2 separate regions of the Drosophila melanogaster genome follow, and region 2 is linked to region 1. Evidence: chromatin contacts called from public Hi-C data. All regions are on one chromosome and are shown on one strand. The core of a region is the stretch at or near the end of the contact, and the rest is flanking DNA. Distances in the headings are between cores, read along the strand shown.

The links. A called contact is a pair of places that touch in the nucleus more often than the background predicts.
Region 2: a Hi-C map of the Kc167 cell line shows a contact between it and region 1, with 4 times the contacts expected there. The contact joins the promoter of ps here to the promoter of lncRNA:CR45196 in region 1. A contact is called at or near these places in 5 of 107 Hi-C or Micro-C datasets (the Kc167 cell line, the S2 cell line, eye imaginal disc and 1 more).

What each region holds. Positions count from the first base shown.
Region 1 is chr3R:9,224,510-9,232,132 of dm6, forward strand. It overlaps lncRNA:CR45196 (long non-coding RNA:CR45196), which reads left to right and starts at 3,624. Exons shown (of 3, transcript NR_125121.1): 1 at 3,624-3,643; 2 at 4,853-5,343; 3 at 5,483-5,768. It overlaps pum (pumilio), which reads right to left. Exons shown (of 13, transcript NM_001275474.1): 3 at 7,565-7,623.
Region 2 is chr3R:9,414,699-9,422,321 of dm6, forward strand. ps (pasilla) reads left to right here and starts at 3,242. Exons shown (of 7, transcript NM_001202270.2): 1 at 3,242-3,302. alpha-Man-IIa (alpha-Mannosidase class II a) reads left to right here. Exons shown (of 5, transcript NM_079567.3): 3 at 1-497; 4 at 732-1,794; 5 at 1,891-2,566. The coding sequence ends at 2,040.

The sequences.
Region 1 (7,623 bases), core at 2,374-4,873:
CATTCCCCGCTCAAAAACTCAACCCCTTTTTCATGGCACTGAATCTGAATCTGAATCTGCTCACTTTACAGTTTACAGTGCTGTGGGGTTAAACTACGTGAAATGCATATAAAAAACAATTGTCAGAGTGGAAAAACAAACCCAATGAATGAATGAAACGAAAGAAAAAGCGAAAAATCAACTGCAGTCAGCAGAGAAGGGGCCAGAGGTAACCGCAAAGCGTTTTTATCTAAAAAGCTCCAGGCCCCCCACTCGAAAAATAGCCACAGAGAAGAAACCGAAGCTACATTCTATGCTGGGGATTTAGATCGGGAGGCTACACTAAATAAAAATATGAAAACATCTAATAAAAAAAAAAAAAAAAAAAAAAAAAAAAAAAAAAAACTTCTTGAAATTCACGGTGGACTACGATTGCAAACAGAAATAAGTGAAGTAATCAAATTAGATATGTTATTTAACAGTTGCATTTGTTTAACAGAAAACGAGAAAAAAATATTTCATTTCAAGTTTAGCATTACATTATAAATGCTACGTATTTTCTCTTAGTGTGCATTTCTTGCTGTGCCATTATCTAATAGCAGCAGTAACAAGAAGAGCATGAATGAAACGTGTCTCTCTTATCTCGTGTGTGCGCAAAGGGAACTAAATGGGGCTGTTTGAAATGTTTTAAATAAATACATCTTAATAGCCCTGCTTTATCAGTAATAATATAATTTATTTCGCCACTCGTTTAACTAATATGCTGTTAACAAACTTGTTTAAACAACCCTGTGGATTGATACAGTAATGAATATAATTAAATGAGACTTAAGTGGCAACAGCACATCGATGCCCCATTGACCAATGCATTGGTCAATTAAGCTTATTCCTTGCCATTTTTCTCTACTATTCAGTTAAGAGTTTATCTGTGACTGACTCAATGATCATAAATAATGCACTCACGAAAAATATGCATAAAGTAGATGGGGTAATTTTCGGTAGAAGACAATTCCATTGTACCTGGAATTCTTTTTTTCAACACGTACTTTCAATACATTTAACGTATTCCCATTACCATTTCAGTTTAATATTTGTTTAGATATGTTATCGACATTTCTAAAGCAGCTATAAGTTTACTGATTTAATTTGTTGGAAACCGTTTATCGCAAAAGTCTGTTTCATCAAATCAGTTATGTTTTCGTGTTGATATTTGCTACTGACTTCAAACAGGTAGAATTGCTTCGATAAAAAGCAATTAAGAAATATCAAGAGCAAGTGCAATTAGACGTAAACTCATTCATTAACCGGTTGGATCTACGGAATCCAAGACAGACTAAACGGAATGAACTTCAAGATGTCGGCATCGCCGTTCACCATTACCATTACCATTACCAGAAAGCAATCAATCATAATTATTTTCCCATAAGAGATGGCAAATAAGGTAAATGAGTTGTGTTTCTAAGTTTAGCACTTTTTTACGAACTACTTGTTCTTATGTACTACATTTAAAATAAACTATCTTAAAACTCAATTTTTATTTTTTGCGTCCCTCTTCGGGCGCCAGTGCATAATTTGTGGAAATTGAAATATTTGAGGAAGCCTAGAATGTAAACAGTATCTTTTCATCTTCAGAGGGTTAATTTGCCAGCTTAAACACGTAAATGGGGTACCCATTCTCAAGGAACAGGTGACTGAAGGGGTTCAAGGGATCGCAGCTTTTTGTGTCATTTACCATTTCCTGTGTGAGTGCAACATCCTCGGCGGTGCGAGCGTCCAAAATGAAGTCGTGCAGTAATTTCATCATTGGACAGGCTGTGCGAGTGAGAACGCTTGATGGTAAAGAACACACGGCGATCCAGTGCGCGACGGCGAGAGCAGTGAGAAAGGGACAGGGCGAATGTGAAACACGTTACACTGGCTTTTTTTCTTTCCTTTTCTTTTTTTTGCCGCCTGGCGATTCTTCTTTATTTTCGGTGGGGACACGCCGTGTGTCTATGTATGATATATATTTTCTTTGTATATGAATTTATGATTTATTCAAAAATTCAATACTGATTTGGAATTCTCGATTTCAAACTTTCCACACTCAGCTGCGATTTTCACACGCAAAAACCAATTTACATTTAGATTTATATACTACTATGTACACACACACACACGCACAAGCGCACTCGTTGGCTTAAAGCATTTTGTTGTTAATTTTCACTTGTCGGTTTCTTATTCCTCTTTTTTTTTGTATTATATCTTTTGTTTTTTTGGGCAAAAAACAAAAAACGTGCTTAACGATCGGCAAAAGAGACACACACTTATTTAATTCCATGCAGACGAGTCAACTGTTGCGGCCAAACTGAAAATTCTACGCTCCACAGTTCGCAAAAAATATATCTCACCGTGAGTGCGAAAGAGAAAAAGAGAAGCGGAGAGGTGGAGAGCAAGTGGACATGTATCGTCGAGAGTCAGAGAGAGAGAGGTGGAGAGGGTGAGCAGCTGTTGTCTGACAATAACATAATCAGCAACAATTTATGCTGTTTAAAAAGAGCAAGAGAAACGCTAATGAAGGGGAACACGGGCAGGGTCAGGGGTTGGTGGATCCCCTACATATCTCTCTCTTTCACCGCCCCCGCTCTGGCACCCTCTCTGTCGCTCTCCCATTAGCCGCACACGTGCAAGCTTAGCATTCTATCTGTCTGTCTCTGTTTGTGTTTGTTTGCTAAGCCGAATTCGGCATAGTTTTTTTTACGTAATGCGAGAGAAGAGAGAGCCGAGCTTATGAGTGGGCAATCAAGCTCTCTCGGAGTTTTGTGCATGTGTGTGTGCATGTATCTCAGAGGTGAGCGAATGAGCGAGCGGAGTAAGTGATCATGATTTGCAAACACAAGCTCAAGCAGCTGTTTGATTTCAGCGCGAAGAGTAGGGGATGCAAAGATCCGTCTTATGCGAAACCTAAATGGCCTACCACCATATGTAAATAGTTGTAATATTCAATAATAATACAATGTATATATAATATAATTACATACCTCTAAAAGAAAACTTTTTCCAAAGATTAACTATATAAATCATAACCACTCAACTAAAGCTGTAGATCCCTCCATGCTCACTATCCAATCGCCCGTCTTAACCTCCAAGTAATTAAATTGCTCGCGACAGTTGCTGGCAATTAAAATCGTTTGGAGAGCCAAGTCAAACAGCAAAACGAAATTAAATTGTCAAACAATTTGCCGCTGCATTTGAAATGCTTTATTTAATTAATGCAAATGAGTGTGAGCATAGTAAGCTTGGCGAGGGAGTGACGCATAGAGCAGCTGCCATCTCAGCTGACCACCACCCGGTCGAGATGGTAGGGAGAAACGTGCCAGAAGACAGATAAATGTGGCAACAATAAAAAGCAATAACCTCAAAAGTGAGAAGTGTAGAGCAGAGAACGAGAAAGAGAGACACACTAAACCAGGTCTAGCCGGCAATGCAAATCAATCAAATCCTATGAAGTTAACGTCGACGCCGTAGTTGGCTTCGTTGCATTTGCCACATTGAACAGCAGAAACTACAATTTTACTCGCTTAGGTACATTTTTTTCATTCTATAAAATCCATTACTACATCATCAATATATTTTCCATGCCTAGAGAGCTTCGTAGCTAAAGAATTCGCATCTTAAAAAAAATGTAAAACGTGATTGTCGATATGGTTATAATACAAGTTCCACTGTGCCACAGAAAATAAACATTCACACACATTATCATTTAAGCAGAGCGTCTTGGATGTTGGAAAATTGCAAACATTTCAGCTAATTGGCAAGACAAGAAGAGTCGGAAAAGAGATAGAAAGAGATGAGAAAGAGAAGAGACTCTGGTTTAGCGGCATTTGTTCAATTAGAACGAAAATGTTTATAAGAATAGGAGGCGGGTTGGTTGGTATGCTGTAAGAGGTGGAAGTGGTTATAGTCTACAGCAGGGCCAAAAAGAGGAAAAAAGAGGGAAACAAAAAAAAAAGCAGTTGGCGTAAATTAAAAGTCCAATCACTGACAAATCAGAATCAAAAATGCAAATATATGTATTTATATCCTTGGAAGATTAGAACGTATGCGGTAATCCTTATCATAAAATCCCGGAAGGCTGGCACGAAATCGTTCTTTAATGAATTAAGTTTTCAAGAGATTCATAAAATTAGGCTATTTACATATGTTAAATTGAACAAAACTCTAGACTGCCAATAATTCACGCTACAAAACCCCGAAAGTTTATGCGAACATAAGTTTCATAAAACGGATGTAATTATTTATTAACAATGGAAGTAACAAATTTGTTGGATTTTTTTGCTTTTCCAAATCAAATTGGAAAACAAAAATAAGCAAAAATAAGAAAAGGAGGACGACAAAAACAATCAACAATGCTCGAAAAGCTTCTTAACAGAGATGTTCCAATTAGGAAACCCATTATCCAACCAGAAAACGCAAAACGAAACGGGGGAAAAAAGCTGCGCTCAAAATCAGATGCCTCACACTGAGACAAATTCCACAGACACACACACGCACACAAAAATCATTACGCGCACAAAAAGCTACAAAAAAACATTAAAGAGAGTAAGGGGTGGGGAAAACTGTGTGGAAAAAGGAGGGAACTGGATGAAGATGAGAATTCGCAGAAAAAAAGAGGCAGGCAGCATAAAAGAATCGCAAGTAATAAGAACACCGCGTACACAGAAAAAAACTAAATTCGTATCAATCCAATCACATAACTCACACATAAGTAATAACTCATAACTCAGTAATAAGTAAGAAATCCAAGACGCTATCTTAATCAATGTAATTTGTATTGTTAAGAATCAAATCTTAACGCTCGAAAAATATCATTTCCAATTTTCTTACTGTGCAGAAGGCGAATGCGAAGAAGGGACAGAAGAAACAAAAGAGGAAGCAGAATGCACCACATGCAGGGAAACAACACAAACCAAGGCAAGTGAAACAATGAGCAAACTTAATGCAACAAAAACAACAACAGCGCAGAAGAATCGTTTTTACCCTTTTCCCATTCTCTCTCTCTCTGTCTTCTCCTACCCGCTGCTTTTCTTCTGTTCCCCTTTTTATTCCATTCCATTCCGTTCCGCCCGGCTGTTAAGCGCAAATCAATGACCTACGACATCAACAAGAGCGCGTCAAACACACACGCAAAGCCATAAGTGGAAGCAAGAGAGCGGAGAGATAGTTCTGGAAGAGAGAAGCGCGCGGGACAGGGACAGCACGTGGCAGGTGGGCCCAGCAGGGGGAGAGAGATAACTAGAGGGAAGGATGCAAGGAGTTTGGCGAAATATTGCCGATGCCTGCGTTTCTTTACCCCCCACAAACTGGCGTAGTAGTAGCAGCTCGGTAAATACTCGAAAAGATGTACATAATACATCAGTTTCAATATACAATGCATTACATATGTTTTAGTTTTTCCCATTTCCCATCAACAAAATATGCAAATTCATATAATTCACATATATTTTTCTTTTCTTCTTTTAAGAAAAACAAGGGTAAGATAAAGGACATCAACAACGGAACAGAAACCCCAAGAACAACAACAACAAGTTTGCGAAAACTCTCTTTTGCACAACTTTACTTTACCTCCAGCCAGGAGGTCTTTATTTTGTTACTATTATTCCGACTGGTCCTCGCATAAATGTAATAAATATCTTTCTCCTCTTCTTCTGCTGGTTCTACGCTCAGAGAGAGAGAGAGAGAGAGAGAGAGAGAGATTTCAAAGTTGATGCAAAGTAAACCGAAAAAAGGGTGACACAAGAAACAAAAAGTCAACCCACAAAGAGTAATTAAACCAAGAATAATCGTCATTTTACACAAATATTTACATTATAAACAAAAAAAATCAGCTAGAAACATCAAATGCGAAAGTAATATCATAAATAAACATGAATTAATAAGCAAAGAATTAATCTGATGTGTAGCGAGCAGGGTATCAAAAGGCCCGCACAACCCAGAACCGTTTTGAATCGACAATTTGCTTGATAAAAACATAATCGATTGCGGGCCAACCAACACTTGCCCATTAAAACCCTGCATTGTGTGCGAAGGAAGTGAAAAGGAAATTGCAGTGCCAGGTGACAAGGGGAATCACCTGAAGCAGAGGTCAGAGAGGGACGCCACGAACGGGTGAGCGAGACGAGAGGGTTAGACGAGTGAAATTCTTTAATTAAAATGGCATTTCCTATAAACAATTGTGACACAACGAGAAGTTCTTCTCCACCCCACTTGCACAGCATCGCCAACTCATTAGTTCCCAGTATTAAATTCTTTCGTTTATAAATTGCTGCCAGTTGTTTCTGGCTAAAATGCCAGTGGTAGTAGTAGTCGAGTTCTCAAGTCATCAGATTTACCGGCAACAGACAGGTGAGCAGACAGGTGTGTGAGTATCCAAGTGTATCTGCGTGTGGTTGTGCCGCATGTGCAATGTTCTGGCTTTATAAGGTTGAAAGATTGCAACCGGAATGGGATCTATGTATCTCAGCCCCGCCTCTTTCTTCGCTTCCCCTATATTTCCACATTTATCTCCATTAGCCAGTGTAGCAAAGACACGAATAAAGCAGCACGGACGGCGAGTAGAAATAATGAAAAGCCAAACAAGAAGTTCAAGAATAATAGAATCAGCACACAATGGTCCTCTTCTGCAAGTTCTATAACTATCAGAAATAAAGGCGCTACAAAAAATCTTTAAAACTCAATCTCGAACAAAAAAAGATTCTATTAAACTGTCACATAGTCATAATCACGCAAATATCGATCTCCATTCAGCAATAGAAAATGGTCAAACTTAGTAAATTGCAATGCCCTTAACAATTATTTTATGAGGCGCAAAATAAAATTCCTAAGAAAGTTACGAAAAGAAACGAAAAGTTTTCGCCAAAATTGGAAGAAAAAGTACAATGACAAAACCATAACCACTAGCTATCAAGCCAACTTATTGATTAATCTAACAAGAGAAAATAATCAAATGAAATTTAATGGTTAAAGTTTTGGCACTCTCTTTTTATTTGAGAATAAACTCTCGATTTAAACATGTAAGAGCTCCATTAAGGGCACTTGGTCATAACTTTATTTTTGAGCACTCTTTATCGGCAGTTTTGTCAAGTTGGTTTCGCCTATTTAATTGACAACTATCGAGTTTTAGTTCGCTAAATAAACAGCGTATAATAAGACAAATGAATGTAGTGGCAAACGCACTGAACTTAAGTAAGGCAAGAAAACTGTCATTCTCTTGGGTTCACAAACGCAAAGTAGATGATTCATCTCATTGACAGGAGAGAAGAAGCAGCCTTTTAGTTGTTCGTAGCTACCCCATCATGTAAAACTATTGATATTCCATCAGTTATCAATACAAACATACATATACAAACATGGTTAACTAATTAGCTTATCATTCCGAGCCTTATCAATTGAATTAAAGACTACTACTTATGCTACTGATAAGTGGTAGTATTCCTAAGCAAATCAATTGCAACATATTCCCCTCTTGTCCGCATAAATTATCGTAATCGAAACGACAATTGTTGGATTAATTATGGCAAGCCAAGAAAGTTAACCTATTACTCACCGCTGCATTCCGATTGGCAGCTGCAACAGCAGAGCTGTTCATATATTGATTCTGTGGCG
Region 2 (7,623 bases), core at 1,992-4,491, 190 kb after region 1:
ACAGCAAAAACGCACGTAGTCGTCGACTACGAGCAACGCATGCAGGAAGCTTTAAAAGCCTGTCAAATGGTAATGCAACAGTCGGTCTACCGATTGCTGACAAAGCCCTCCATCTACAGTCCGGACTTCAGTTTCTCGTACTTTACGCTCGACGACTCCCGCTGGCCAGGATCTGGTGTGGAGGACAGTCGAACCACCATAATACTGGGCGAGGATATACTGCCCTCCAAGCATGTGGTGATGCACAACACCCTGCCCCACTGGCGGGAGCAGCTGGTGGACTTTTATGTATCCAGTCCGTTTGTAAGCGTTACCGACTTGGCAAACAATCCGGTGGAGGCTCAGGTGTCCCCGGTGTGGAGCTGGCACCACGACACACTCACAAAGACTATCCACCCACAAGGCTCCACCACCAAGTACCGCATCATCTTCAAGGCTCGGGTGCCGCCCATGGGCTTGGCCACCTACGTTTTAACCATCTCCGATTCCAAGCCAGAGTGAGTAGCCAGTTAAAGATTACCCATTTATCAAAGGAACAAGAATCCTTTCCGTACTTTCTGTATTAATTGTACATTTTCGTAACACGTTTCGCTATGCCGTTTCCTTAAACCATTATAGAGTGCAGGTTTTATTTATTGATATTAATATTTCATTAACCAGATGCCGTAATTGTCTTCTATTTATACTATTTATTTATACTTTTTCAATAAGCATTTCAATGTTACTTACAGGCACACCTCGTATGCATCGAATCTCTTGCTCCGTAAAAACCCGACTTCGTTACCATTGGGCCAATATCCGGAGGATGTGAAGTTTGGCGATCCTCGAGAGATCTCATTGCGGGTTGGTAACGGACCCACCTTGGCCTTTTCGGAGCAGGGTCTCCTTAAGTCCATTCAGCTTACTCAGGATAGCCCACATGTACCGGTGCACTTCAAGTTCCTCAAGTATGGCGTTCGATCGCATGGCGATAGATCCGGTGCCTATCTGTTCCTGCCCAATGGACCAGCTTCGCCAGTCGAGCTTGGCCAGCCAGTGGTCCTGGTGACTAAGGGCAAACTGGAGTCGTCCGTGAGCGTGGGACTTCCGAGCGTGGTGCACCAGACGATAATGCGCGGTGGTGCACCTGAGATTCGCAATCTGGTGGATATAGGCTCACTGGACAACACGGAGATCGTGATGCGCTTGGAGACGCATATCGACAGCGGCGATATCTTCTACACGGATCTCAATGGATTGCAATTTATCAAGAGGCGGCGTTTGGACAAATTACCTTTGCAGGCCAACTATTATCCCATACCTTCTGGTATGTTCATTGAGGATGCCAATACGCGACTCACTCTCCTCACGGGTCAACCGCTGGGTGGATCTTCTCTGGCCTCGGGCGAGCTAGAGATTATGCAAGATCGTCGCCTGGCCAGCGATGATGAACGCGGCCTGGGACAGGGTGTTTTGGACAACAAGCCGGTGCTGCATATTTATCGGCTGGTGCTGGAGAAGGTTAACAACTGTGTCCGACCGTCAGAGCTTCATCCTGCCGGCTATTTGACAAGTGCCGCTCACAAAGCATCGCAGTCACTGCTGGATCCACTGGACAAGTTTATATTCGCTGAAAATGAGTGGATCGGGGCACAGGGGCAATTTGGTGGCGATCATCCTTCGGCTCGTGAGGATCTCGATGTGTCGGTGATGAGACGCTTAACCAAGAGCTCGGCCAAAACCCAGCGAGTAGGCTACGTTCTGCACCGCACCAATCTGATGCAATGCGGCACTCCAGAGGAGCATACACAGAAGGTGAGCTTAGAAGTTTATTATATTAATATCAAAGAAAGTGGAAATGGTATTTATTTATAATTAACAATATTGTTTGACTAATTGTTCGTTCGTCAGCTGGATGTGTGCCACCTACTGCCGAATGTGGCGAGATGCGAGCGCACGACGCTGACTTTCCTGCAGAATTTGGAGCACTTGGATGGCATGGTGGCGCCGGAAGTGTGCCCCATGGAAACCGCCGCTTATGTGAGCAGTCACTCAAGCTGATCGCAACGTGTTATGGCAAAGGATAAAGCAGAAACTGAAGCCAAGCGACCATCTCACAACCTATGAATCTCGGACGCTAATCCACTGCAATACAGGCAATCTTCGTTTAATGTTCGACTTAAGCACTGACTGCACCGAAAGACGTAATGCGTAATCCATACTACGTATCATTTATTTATTCAAGCTTCCACACGAGGGTTTGGAAATTCAATCCTATGACGCAGCGGTGTATTTTTCGCACCCCCGTGTAACTACACGTTTTACTCTGTTTCCCCTAGTTTTTTACGTTTTTTTGTGATATCCATCCAGTCCCACAGCAAGCAATACATGTCTGTACTCGATATCCCCAATGGGGTTATTGCCTATAACAATGAATCGTAACTATAACTAACGTTTAACTGTAAAGTAGGCTTAGTGATAATGACGCAACTGCAATGATATTAATCTCGACGTTTGTTTTTTACAAATTGAATAAAATTGAGTCTCATTTAGAATCGACTTTTACGTGCTATTCTAAACTAAAAACATAACGACTGTTTTTATTCGAAAAAGGAAAGGATTTGTATTACTATTCAAAATCGTCATTTAGGCTTTAGTTAGAATCGTGTTGTTGGTAAGTTATGAATGCACTTTCTATGAATATTTAATTTTTCTCAGTAAACTAAAATAAATACATTTTAATTTAATTTTTAACATTACATTTAATTTTTTTTTTAATATTGTAAGTAATGAATGTTAGTAAACAGTTGATCTTTGCATTATTAAGTTTTGAATTTATGTGGATTATGAAACGAGCTTTTGAGACGACTAATTAAAGCCATAATCATGAGTTATAGTTTTAGTGGATGAAAAACAGAATGCAATCTTATCAGCTCCAGTGCGGGGTACTATTATTGCCAGAATGACCTACAGAGATAGAGATACTAAGAGCGCGGAATTGGAAAATGCACAATGGAAATGGAAATCCGGATTGAGTGTAAAGTGGTTGTTTTGGATAGAGAGCGAATCGCTGCGCAGTTCGCTCTCTTCAAAATCCGAAACGAGCAACGAAAGCAAAACCGAATCCGAATCGGAATCCGAATTCGTATTTGTATCTGTAAGATACGCTCTCGCGCTCTCTTCAACGACGACCATCGGAATTTTTCTATACAGAAACAAAAATCTCAGTCAGCTCGCTGTTTTCAAGTTTGGAATCCGCATTTCAGTTCAGTTGGATTCAGTCACAGAGTCAGAGCGTCAGATTCAGATCATCGTGGTCGCCAGTGAGTTTGTTTATATGTTTGTGGCTGCCTGTGTGTTTGCTTGTCAAGTTCTGCAACAAAAACAAGGCATCTAAACAAAAGTGGTTCAAAACAATTACGAGGAATAAAATCCAACTAAAACGAATAATAAAACACACAGTGTCGCTTAAATCGCAGAGTATCTGCAGCTCTAGTTCTTGTTGTTGTTGTTTTTTGAGGCGGACTGGAATTTAATTTAATTAAATCAAGTACGAATGTGTGCGTGAGTGTGTGTGTGTGTGTGTCTAAGCTGGGTTCTTGAGTTGTTCTTGTTCTAAGTTCTTTTTTTCGTGGCGTGTATCTGTGTGCGCGTGTCGTGTGCTGGTTTGCGTGTGCTTTTTGTGAACTACGTTTTGTTTCAATGCCAAAAAAAAGTATCTATGCCCTGGCATGTGCTCTCTCTCCATCTCTCTCTCGCTCGCTCATGCTGGTTACATAAATACTGGTAGAAGAAGTGGAAGAGATGGTGGTGAAGAAGGAGGAGGCGGAGGTAACAGAAATTGAAATACAAATTCAATTAACACCTGAAAACGAAAATCCAACTGGAACGCAAACGTCTGATTGGATAAGGAAAATAGAAAACGGGCAAACATGTGTTTGAATTTCCAACTCGTCTTCTTCTTCCCGTCCCTATGAAATGTTCAAAAGCAAAGCTCCTTGAAAGAGGAGGGTATAAAAGAATGTGGAAAAGAGCAGCAGAACCAGAACGAGAACACCAAAAAAAGAAAACGAAATTAACGACGTCACATAAAAGTGTGTCAAAGCAGCAGCTCACGCACACCAGCGTGCGCCAATTTGTATCTGTGTGAAGCTTTAGCTCTCTCCCTCTCTCGCACCGTCCCTCTCATTCGCTGATAAAACGCAACGCACACAGCGCGTATACATAATTTATATATTTATTTAAATGTTTTTCGTTTGCTCGCTTCGAACAACGAGTTTTTCTCGTTCTAAGACTGTCGCCTTTTATTTCTCGCTCCATCTTCCGATTTGAGCTCTTTTCAACATATGGCATTGCTCAATTATTATGTCATAAACAGTTTGAATGGCAAATATGCGATAGAAGTTCAATTCGTTCAAGGCGATATTATTTTTCAAGCTTTGCGTTTTTGGCGCAGGAAATGCAAAAGTTGTCGCTGACTTGCGTGTGGTTGTGTGCAGGAACGTGCAGCAATTTTCCAACGTTTGCATGAAAAACCTAGTGCCCTAATAAGCGAAACGAGAGAGAGAGAGAGAGTGAGAAAAGTCCAGAGCGCGAGAGCGAAGCTGTTTTCCCGCATTCGAATTTAAAAATCAATGTATAAAATGCAAAGCGGACAAAGAAAACACGCACGCACACACACACATTCCCGAGTCCGAATGTTAGATAGAAATGTGATCGGACGGGCACGTGTACGTGGCACACAGATACAAAAGAGCGCCAGAGAGCAGAGCGGAGCGCAGAGAGCGGAGAGAGTGGAAAAATGTTAAATTTTCAGCTGCTAGCAGCAAACGCAAAGTTGTCGTTAGAATCAAAAAAAGCACGCTGAGACAAGACGCGCACGAAAACTGAACGGAAAAACGTAAAAAGCAAAGGCGGATGAAGCAGTGCAAAAGGGAAGGCGTAAGCAGGCGCTAAATATTTTGAAAATATATATTAAAAACTTTGCGCTTCGCTTCGGTAACATATGTGTGTGTGTGTAATTGTTCTAAATTAAACCGCGAGCAACAACAGCAACAACAGAAGCAGCTGAGCCCGAAAAGTAAAAAGTCCCAAAATAAATTCAGGATCCACTACAACAACAACTACAGCAAAAACCACTGTCGCGTCTCGAAATGAAACAATAATTGAATAATTGAATTACCCAAATAACGAAGAAAAAAGCAAAGGAAAGCGCATAACGAGTAAAAGTTAAAAAGTCAAAAAAGTTTAAAACATATTGTAAAGCCGTACTGCGTAAGCCAGTCAGCGCTTAAAGTACCATATATAGGTGTTCTTATCTATACCCACACTCAATTAATTGCAGCTGAATGCACGACTCCTTGCAGAAAGGTGAATATATTTCAAACTAGTCATAAGTTCTTGGATTAAGCATAGTTTAACATAAGGCAGGTACATGTTGTGGTTCTCAGAATTTTCTAATGCAGAAAGGGAAATTTCTTTTTTTGTATCTTTCACATTGAAAGTATCCGTATTGATATGTGACGAGGAAATATGACTCAATTTATTTCAACATCTTTGTTAACATTTATTCCCCGTTGAATGATTCAAATTATTTAACTACCCAAATCTTTGGTTGACTCATTGTAAATAGTTATTTAGCTTATGGAATCTAGTTGAATTGTAGAATTTCGACTGAATTTAAACTTTAAAGTTTTCCCCTTTGCGCAATCGAATGAAATTGCTTTGGAGCATATTTACGCGGAATGTGAATGCGAATGAATATATTCCTATTCCTACATGGGTTTGAATATGTACTGCTGATTGGCCGATCTCTTTCTCTCACTCTGTTTTTTCCTCCTACATCTCTCGTTTCGTTCTCTCATCTGCATCTGGCATGCTAATCAAAGTTGTAGCTCATCTCCACCTTTCCCACTAACACCCGCCCACCGCCCTTTACGTTTATCTGCTCATCAATTTGCTCGTTTCATAGCCTAACCCGACACTTGATTCTAGTTTTTTTTTCTTCCCCAGCTGCTGTTAAATGCAAATAGGCATTAAATTGTCCGCTTGTCTGTTGTTTCGTTTCATTTGCATTCACACTGTCGACCTCTCTCACAGCCCCTCGACCACCGCCCACCCCTTTGTCCACGCCCCCCATTTGGACGCCCCCGTTGCGCAATTTGGTGGGGCAGCTCGTATGTGGGTTAAACTGCTGCTACGGCTGCTGTTGCTGCACCACTGGCAAAGCTACAGAAAACAGAAATGGAGAAAGGAGGTGGAGAAGAAGGAGGTGCACTGCACAGAGAGAAATAGTAGTGAGGTGTATTTAGCTTTAAAAGTAAGTTCCATCAGTTGACTCAAGCTGACTTCAGCCAAAAGGCGCAGTGTGCACGCAGCATGTCAGAAATTAGGTCACTCTAACAGCTATTTGAACTTTGATCTTGGAATAATCATTAGTTATTGATCTCCAATAAAAGATCCTGTTTTTCGCGGTGCAAAATGTGCAGGGGACCACAAAATAACTGGGAAAAATTAAGCCAAAACGAAACGAGAAAAGGTTTATGTAAACAAGCACACACATACACACACGCTTACCCACAGAGGGCCGTGTTCATGCAAAAGGCACGAAACTGCTGTTAACCTATTTGCCGTAATGGTTACGGCGGTGATTTCGACCCGGAGTCTCTCTCGGCTCGGCTAATAAGCCGAGAGTCCGAGCCCCATTTTCGAGTCGATTAGGGACCACCCCCCTCCACACCATCGCACTGAAGCTATTACTGAAGTGCAAAACTGCAAACTCGGCGGTAAACTAAAGTGCTCGATTTTCTGGGAAAAATTTCTAAGCCTCCGAAATTGGCTCGTAATAAATGGTTGAATGAATAGAATCACTTGAGGATCGGAGCACCGCGACGCAGTAATTTCTAGGGGTTGAAATTGTGGCCACCACAAGTTTTCCATATGGAAGCTGGCAGCCAGACAACTTCTTCTATTTCGGGGTGTTCCATCTTAAGTTTCGCTAACCATTGACGGGAGTTCCTATTTGATTCCCATTTGGTGTTGTAATTCAATAGAAGCTACGTTCTTATACAGTCTGCGTCATGTGACTAGTTCCGGCTTAATGGATTTTAAGTAGCTTAAAATTCGCCAATATTTTTTATATTTTCTGTGTTCTCATTGACGTAGAATAATGATAGCCATTCATTTTAATGAAGAAATATTCGAAACTTGTGTGTATAATACTTATAATTAATTGAAGCTTACGGCATTTTAATGACTTGATTGGAGTTGCACTTTTTATAGACAAATCTGAATACACTTTTTTTTGCGTTAGTCAGAGCCTCGTTAGGCTTCCACTTATTCCTCTTATTAATAGCTAATGGGCTTCTGACCTGTTGTTTAGCTTTCGATAATCTCTAATCCATCTGGAAAGTCCGGCAACCCAGCGACCTTGCCGCGCTATGTCCATAAATATTCAACGAACTTTTAATTGCAACCAATGCCCGTGGATATCGCTTGGCAGACTATCTATCGACTAGGCAGTAATTGCCGTCTCAGTTAATTGGCTACATCAATTGAAAGCCATTGGAGGTAAGCTCGCAGTAAGAAAAAAATAAATGAAAACAACAAACGAACAGCAATTACAATTACAATTACCCATCCATC